Regions from separate parts of the Mus musculus genome. Here region 2 is linked to region 1. A link is a contact called in public Hi-C data. All regions are on one chromosome and are shown on one strand. The core of a region is the stretch at or near the end of the contact, and the rest is flanking DNA. Distances in the headings are between cores, read along the strand shown. Region 1 has its middle 80 kb from the start of Gm41333. Region 2 has its middle 17 kb from the start of Gm41335.

Region 1 (4,142 bases), core at 811-3,310:
TTGCATATCTTCTGTTTTCTGTAAGCATATGTCCTAAATAATCTATTGCAAGCTGTACTTCTAGTGAACTGACATAAGATAGACAGATCCTTTTTGATACAATTCCCAATTTTCCCAGCAAGATTTGGATCTTATAAAAATGACACAGACCATTCTACCATTATAGTTCTTGACCCACGGCTTAATATGCTTGCATTAATAGTTCCCATCTTCCATGAAGTCCATTGAAGTCAATACTCCACATATCACAGGAAGGCAGAACAAGGGAGACACCGCAGATTCTGAAGCTCATTTTAATACTTCCTATCCTGCCAATCACCCCCCCCCCCCAAAGCCCTTAATCTAAAGAAATGTGATACCCTGAAAACACTGGTTCTTTATCCATCCTTCCTACAGGACTCAGGTTCATACTGTCATTTTGCATTCTATCAGTCTGTCTCTATCAGAGTCAGAATTTTGCAAGCTTTTTTATCACAGACTTGCCTCTCCCCTGTTTTCTCTTCCTTCTCTGCTCCCCCAATTATCTCAGGGGCTCCTTTTTCTCCCCATCACTTAACATATGTAATAGCAATGGAAGACTTATGATTACAAATCATCTCATCAGAGCCAGACATGTGGCCTCCTCAGCAGGATGCAAATGAACAGCCTCTTTAATTTATGAATGTCAAGCTTTACACAGAGACAGAGAAATGTCCTATTAAATGATATCCATCTCCCCAATCCCATTAATAAGCTAATAGAAAAGTTAAAGAGAAGTTCATGAGGATGGGATGGCTTCTGTGATAGAGAACTGTCATGATGAGATATTACTAAAGACAGCAGCTCTGTGTCAACATCCTTAGTAAGGATGGCTGAAACTCAAAATTGACAACGAGTTTCTTCTCAGTTTCCTGATGGGTAGATCCAGGGTCATTCTATCCTAGTTAGTTCTCATGATGATCAAATGGGTTTTAAAAACACAAGCCAAAGAACTAGAAAAAAAACAGTGCATTGAGGAGCAGATGCTTTGAATGCCATGTCTCATTCAATAAGTACAAGCACTCTAAAAGCTAAGCATCTCTGAAGCCCCTGAGCTGGACAGGCTACCAAAGATCAGAGACAGTGGGTTGCTTTCCCAGGGTCATGTAAATGCCACTTGGTTCTTTTGATATTCTTTGATGAAGTACCAGGATTTTCTTTTTCAGTTGTCTTTCTGTTTTTAAGCTTTTATATCTTTGTGAATGATGCATGCCCCCCCCCCTTCCTGTGACTCTTCTGCATGTCTTGGCAGCAGTGAGTTTCTCTGAGTGTTTCTAAACCTTTGCTGTACTTTTCTCCTTCACCATAGTTTAGGTTTGCATGGCCAATCTAGAAGAAACCTAATGTATTTTTCTACAGATGCACTGAAACACAGCAGATAAGTCATGCTGCTCTGGCTTCCCAAGCTCAAGGGTAAGGCTGAGCAGGTAGAAACAATCCAATACTAGAGCCAAGCTCTGATTCTTTCGCTACAAAATATGGTTGTGCATTAAAGGCATGGTATAAATTATCCCTCTGATCATTTCAAGAATATATGAATGATATATCAAAATTTAGAGTAAGATTTACAGAACCTTGCATACTACAGTACAAGCTAGTACTTTTTCTCTATGCCAAGCATCAATTACCATCAATCATAGCTTTATCTACGCCTGATTTCTGCTTCTCTTGTTATGTTTTTATACCATCAAGGATATATGGTAAATAATTAGTATGTCCCTCATCAGAAGGCAAACACATTTGTCTCTGCCAGCCCATGTAGTTCCTGGAGCAAAGCTTTATACAACTGATGTCTCTTTATTTCTCCTGTTTCAAAGTTCTTCGTGTGACTTCCCATGACCCACTAGAAGTAGATATAATCTTTATCAAGATAATTTAGTTTCAATTCTTTATGAAGTGAAAATTTTGCCTCTTCTGCTTGCTACTTGTTTCTTACTTGGCACTTTACAAACAGAATGTAATTTCAGCAATAAACACTGGGTTGTGTAATACTCTTTGAGATGGAGAATGAAAGAAAGCCAAATAAGGATAGCCTTGTTGCAGCTGAGAAAACATTGCCCCAGTAATGAGTGGTTCCATCACTGTAATGCCCCAGTCATCCCTCCTCCGTGAAACAATCTTTCATTATCACTTAGATTGCTCTTCATGGAAGCAGATCCCGTCAGCTTTTACAACCTGTTTGGTTCCCTAGAATAATCAGTTCTGTGATGTTGGAAATAATTGTTTTTTTTTTTTATTGCTTTCAAATGTTTAAAAAATGGAGCTTAGCAAAGCAGAGAATGTGTGGCTTTCCTAGTGAACATTTTGTTGTTTTTCTTTAAGCTGGCTGTTTAAAAGAGTTCATGGATGGGTTCAAGGTAGTAGACTGTTACCAGTGTAGATAGGAATACCTAACAGGTCAAAAACAATATGATGTGAGCAAAAGAAGAGGTACTGGGTTTACAAGCCAACACATGTTAACTAGCTAGATGTCATTGAAACACTCAAATAATAGGAAGGAAGCTGAATTTGGGAAGCCTTTCTGAAGATTCTTTCTAAAGAAGTTCCTTATCTGACTTACTTCTCCCACAGAACCCCCCATTACCCCCCAGTTCAATTAACCCTTCTTCTGCTATACCAGGGGGAAAGTGAGATTTCAGGAACCTTCTACAGCACAAGAATACTTTGAGTAACTCAAATATCATCCAGAACATTTAAAATGCAGTTGAATAGCGGTATATACTCTTTCCACTTAAGAATGCTTCAAGACTTTGTAAGTATTATTCAGACAAGATATCATCTAATCTATTAGTTTTCCATTTAAGATGGATTTCTTGGTGATCAAACTGTTCCTACTGGAGATTTCCATATTCTAGTGGGAACAATAAAAGAGAAGGTACTTGATATGCAAGCCACAGACATGGTCACTGTAAAATGCCCCCTGGGTTGTCATCATGTTCCTCAGAGCAATTATCACACCTTTAAGGACTTGGGAAGGAAAATGAGACTTTAAGGTGTTGGAGAACTGGTGCAGACCATATCATAAAGCTAGTTTGTTCTCTGAATATAGGGATGGATACCATTCTTCACTCCCAAGGGAGTCTAAGCAGTTCCAGGAAACATCACATTCACAAATGACTTCTGCTTAATTGTTTCTCCTCCTTGGATTTTCCCCTTGAGCTTCAAAGTCAAGTTTACCTTCAGCAGTCTGGCTTTTATAGAGAATTATCTTAAACACATTATCACACACACACACACACACACACACACACACACTGACCAACCTAACCCAGATGATCTGATTACAGAGAACATACTTTTATCCACTCCCCCTTGTTCACAATCCTCCACCAACCATTCCTTATATTTAAGATACACCCCTTCCTCCAACAAAATATTTTATTTTCCTTGCTCAACTCAATGGTACCTGAAAACACCTTAATTATCTGTGCTTATTGTCAGTGTACTTTACCCTGGTATAATTCGTTTGAAATGGATATTTTTGTCTCTACTACTGATCTAAGAAGACCTAGCAGCAGAGAGGGGAGCATTGATCTGCACTGACAGTCTTCTCATTCCTTCTTCACCTATGCTTGTTTAGATCTGTTTGATCTCTTTATTTTCATCCTAAGTAACAAATACTCCTGGACCTCTCCCATCTAGAGAGTTTATTTTTTGTGTTCTCTTAACATTATTTTCTTTGCATGTTTTACCCAAATCCCCAACTATGAATATGTGATGGCCACATGATTTGTAGATAGCTTCTCGACTGAAATCATAACATGAGAACCAAGTCTGTTTCACTTTGTATAGTCTTTAGAAAACTTTCTCAACCTATGACGACATCTGGCATATCAGCTGTGTTCAATAAACAGGGAAATGAATGAGGAACAAAGAGATGACTGTATAGGTGTATATGTGATTGCAAGTAGACATTATGACCCCAGGGTACTTAAAGTCAGTCATAAGATGTGGAAGTTTTATGGCATGTGGGAAACATATCTGAACCATGAAAAAAATTTCACAAATAGCAGAAATGAGTGTTGAAGACAGAAAAATGGACAAAGAAGCTGTACAAGGGTGTTGTGATAGTCACCTGCGCCACACAGTTCATAGAATTTCTTTATAGGAGCAAGAAGACAAAA
Region 2 (4,124 bases), core at 380-2,879, 750 kb before region 1:
AATGTAGGGCGTCTGCTTCCAGAGTCTGTGAGTTTAACTGATGTCATATGCTACATAATTATTAACTTCAAATACTTGAAGAATGTCACATTAATATGTAAGTATCTTTGCTATGAGTTCCCAAGGGATAGAATTATAACTAACAAATGGAATGGAAATGATGGCAGTGCTCAGCCCAGAAGAAGGAAGTGCTTTCTAAAAGGAGCTGTCTCAAAGGAAGCAAACTGCAGCCTGAGATAGTGCAATCTTCATCAGCGGAGGTGCCCAAGCATACTAAGAGAAAACCCTTGATAAGGATGCCAATCCAATCATCCAGTAGAGATCCAATCATCCAGTGAGTGCTTCAAGGAGATAACCACTATTCTTCTCGAATATTCAAGAGTTGGAAAGTTTTGCAAATACATGCTTGCCAAGATTTCCTGAGGAGTGTAAACTTTCAGAATTAGTGTCTCAAAGTAAGTTCTAAAAGCTGTATCATCCAAGAACTGGACCTGAAGCTAGCTAGAACAGTGAGTTCTCAACCTTCCGAATGCAGTGACCCTTTAAATAAAGTTCCTCATGTCGTGGTGACCCTCAAACGTAATTTTGCTACTGTTATGACTAGCAGTATAGATATTGGTCTTTGGGGGTCATGACCTACAGGTTGAGAGTCATTGAGCTGGAAGGAGAAGGCTGGGGAGGGTGTAGAATAAATAATTCCTTACCTTTGAATCTTAGCAGTTTACTTAGAAGCAAAGGCTCATGGTTGTGTATTGACAGAGGGCCACCTATAGAATTCTAACCTGGAGATGAGCCCATGATTTGTACATGGTAGAAGATCTCCATTTTGGCTCAGTAGTACTGGCTCTCTGCTCCAGAAGCCTCTGTTTCTATTTTATAAAAGTGGTTTCCCAGGTTTAAGACTTATCTGAATCAATGGGAGAGCTCAATAAACCAACTGCACCTTCTCATTCAGTGCATTGAGGCTAGAGCTTGCAAACTTTCCTACCCCAGTGCTGTTCTTGCCTCTGCTTTCACCTTTTAGGAGACTACTCTCTGGGAACCATTGCTCTAACAGGGGCTTCTGGTTCAATACCATAAGCCTTTGTTTATATGTCTAGCTTCTCCTTGCTTATCTTTGTTTTACCCCCACCTAACCCACCATGGGTTTCTTGATAAAATTTTACTGAGGAAATGCATTGAAAGAAATATTAGTTTTCTAGAAGTTCAAAGAGGGGAAAGAAATCATGGGAATCTTTCAGAAGAGAAATCCTGTGTTGTCACCTTTCACATAGCTGGAAGCATGACTCATGCAAAGACATGCCTATCTTTGCTGAAAAGCAAACACAGACACACCAGTTTTGTGTGTCCTGGAATGTGCATCAGAGACGTCTCCTTATCACCTCTTCCTCATTCTTTTTCTGTCTCTTTAAATAGATGGTCACCACCACTTCATGCAAGGAAAGTATTATTTAGAGTGTGGAATGCAATTTGCTTCTTCCCAGAGTTAGTTCCCTTCGGACTGTCTTTGGATGAACTTTGCAGTCTTCACTGAAGGGGGAACCCTTTCCCACTGTTCTCTGGGAGAGCCACGGCTTTGAAGTCACAGCTGGCTTGACTAAACTCATTTCCTCCCTCCACAATGTGCCTCTGATGCAGTGTTGGCTGAGGCTCCCCCTTGCCGGCTCCTGCTATTGAACCAGACCCAAGTGCAATGTTTAATGTGAGTGTTTGGCTTGGCTTGAATTTGGCCAAATCATCTGTACTTCGTTTCATTTGAAAGCTCTACTTTTTTTTTCCCTCCCCGTTTCTCTCTCAAATAGTTCATTCCAGATGTTTTTGATTTGTCTTTCTGTGGTCCACTCCACCCAGTTCCTAAATCAGTAAATCATTTTCATGCTTCTTCCAAAATCTAAGCAAAGAGAAGTGCTCAATTAGAAAGAGCAACTGATTATTGGTTCCTTAGGCTTCAGTGTGGCTCTTTTCTTCAGGAACTACATTTCCAAGGTAGGAGAGAATGTGACAGAACATGTAGATTCCAAATTCCTAGCATTCAGGATCAGAGAGTATGCACAATAGGGATGTGTACATAATATGAACATCCAATTTTATTGCCTAGTTCAAGGCTTGATAGCACTGTTCTTGTTTGAATGCTTTCTGTGACTCAAGTGCACATGGAGACACCCATTCTATGAGCTTATGTGTATCCTTACATGACAGAAATACTAACTAATCAAGATCCCAGCAATTTTCTCATGGTGATGGAGGCAAGGGTAAACAGATGGAGCTAAGATGCAGGGAATGGTTATTTTATTGTCATTATAAGGAGTGAGGGCCTTATGAGAAAGTCCCATATCTGACAGATTAGGGAAGCTAGAAGGAGAAAAATTGCACACATTCAGAGTTTCTCAGAGTTTAAGAATTTACAAAGAAACTCTTGGATGCAACTAGGTGATAAAGTCAGATGAAATATGGGGAAAATGCTGTAAGGTGCTGGAGAAATGGATAGGTCAGCAGTTTAGAGCACTGGCTACTCTTACAGAGGACTCAGGTTCAATTCCCAGCACCTACGTAGTAACTCACAAATGTTTGTAATTAGAATTTTGTGGATATGACTCCTGACTTCAATGAGCACCAGACATAATGTCATAATGTACTACACATGCACACACACACACACATACATCACACACACATATATCACACACACACATCACACACACAGAAAAAAATTACATACAGGCAAATCACTCATACACATAAACTAAATAAATAAGTTAAATAAATAACTACCTAAATAAGATTTCTTTAAATAGTTTTAAGAAATTTTGATGTGATGTGAATGAAATTTCTCTGACAAATTTACAAATGACTCCAGTGAAGACCTACGTGCCCTCTAAAATCTTTCCTAAAGATGATGTAAGTTCTCTTTTGAACTTGATGTTAATATGAGACTTACTGTTCAGAGTACACCAATAATAGTTTATGCTACTTATTTTATTTCATGCTTTTATTCATTTATTTACCATATGACACCAGATTATAAAAGTATGCAAATAGCTTTTAGAGGTATACATATGCTTATTTATATATTAATTTAGAAAAGAAAGTTCTAGTTATTTATAGAATAATATATTTATTTAGGATAGCAATTTTAACTTGTACGTACCATCCCTAACAATGAGTATAGTACACAATCAACTTTAGGACCACAATTAGATAGTGAAGATCATGCAAAGTGAATATAATAGTAAAATTTATAACTGATACAGGAAAGGAATATGACTCATGAAATTCAATAAAAACATAGCTTCAGTTTGAACATTATATCTAATGATATTATTTGACTTCTGAGATCAGTTGTCCAGGACACTTCTGGAAAATGTTGCCAGATTGTAATCTGAACATAATTACCTATAAGCAACCATTTGCTTATTTTATCTTTCAAAAATTTATAACAAAATATCCTGTGAGTATACAATACAACCTGTGTAAATATAAGTTAAAATTCTAGTCTTGATTCAATAATAAGACCTCTCTTCACATCTCTCTCACTAAGTTGGGTAACTTAGATGTATAAAAGAATGCAAGGATAAACCAACACTTCATCAGTTGCCCAGTCTTTTTCTTTTTCTTTTTTTTTCTTTTTCTTTTTCTTTTTCTTTTTCTTTTTCTTTTTCTTTTTCTTCTTCTTTTTCTTTTTCTTTTTCTTTTTCTTCTTCTTCTTCTTTTTCTTTTTCTTTTTCTTTTTCTTTTTCTTTTTCTTCCCTTTTTTTTTCTTTTTGGTTTTTCAAGACAGGGTTTCTCTGTATAGCCCTGGATGTCCTAGAATTTACTTTGTAGACCAGGCTGGCCTCGAATTCAGAAATCTGCCTGCCTCTGCCTCCCAAGTGCTGGGATTAAAGGCATGTGCCACCATGCCCGGCTGTTCCCTCTTTTTCTTCCCTTCTATTATTTCATGTTAAGTTTTTATGATAAATTCAGAAGTGAGAACATTGATCTTTGGTTTATTGTCAGCTTGTTACTTGAACTTGGCTAATGGAGTTAGCCAATTCTTTCCAATGGACATTTCTTGACATGTTGAAGCATCCCTGGCTAGATCTCTCTAAGCATGACTCCATGGACTTGTCTACACTTTTGTTTAT

Evidence for each region. Hi-C and Micro-C count contacts between places; a contact is called where the count stands out from the background.
Region 2: a Hi-C map of uterus shows a contact between it and region 1, with 2.7 times the contacts expected there. The contact joins two enhancer-like sites.

Annotation. Positions count from the first base shown.
Region 1 is chr15:62,586,654-62,590,795 of GRCm38.p6, reverse strand. No RefSeq gene overlaps it. Among named protein-coding and RNA genes, the nearest start is that of Gm41333, 80 kb to the left of the region's middle. Within about 2 kb of position 2,060, at least 4 of the 459 cell types and tissues checked have an H3K27ac peak or open chromatin away from gene starts, as enhancers often do. A contact at or near this core is called in uterus, where this site is marked.
Region 2 is chr15:63,338,071-63,342,194 of GRCm38.p6, reverse strand. No RefSeq gene overlaps it. Among named protein-coding and RNA genes, the nearest start is that of Gm41335, 17 kb to the left of the region's middle. Within about 2 kb of position 1,629, at least 70 of the 459 cell types and tissues checked have an H3K27ac peak or open chromatin away from gene starts, as enhancers often do. A contact at or near this core is called in uterus, where this site is marked.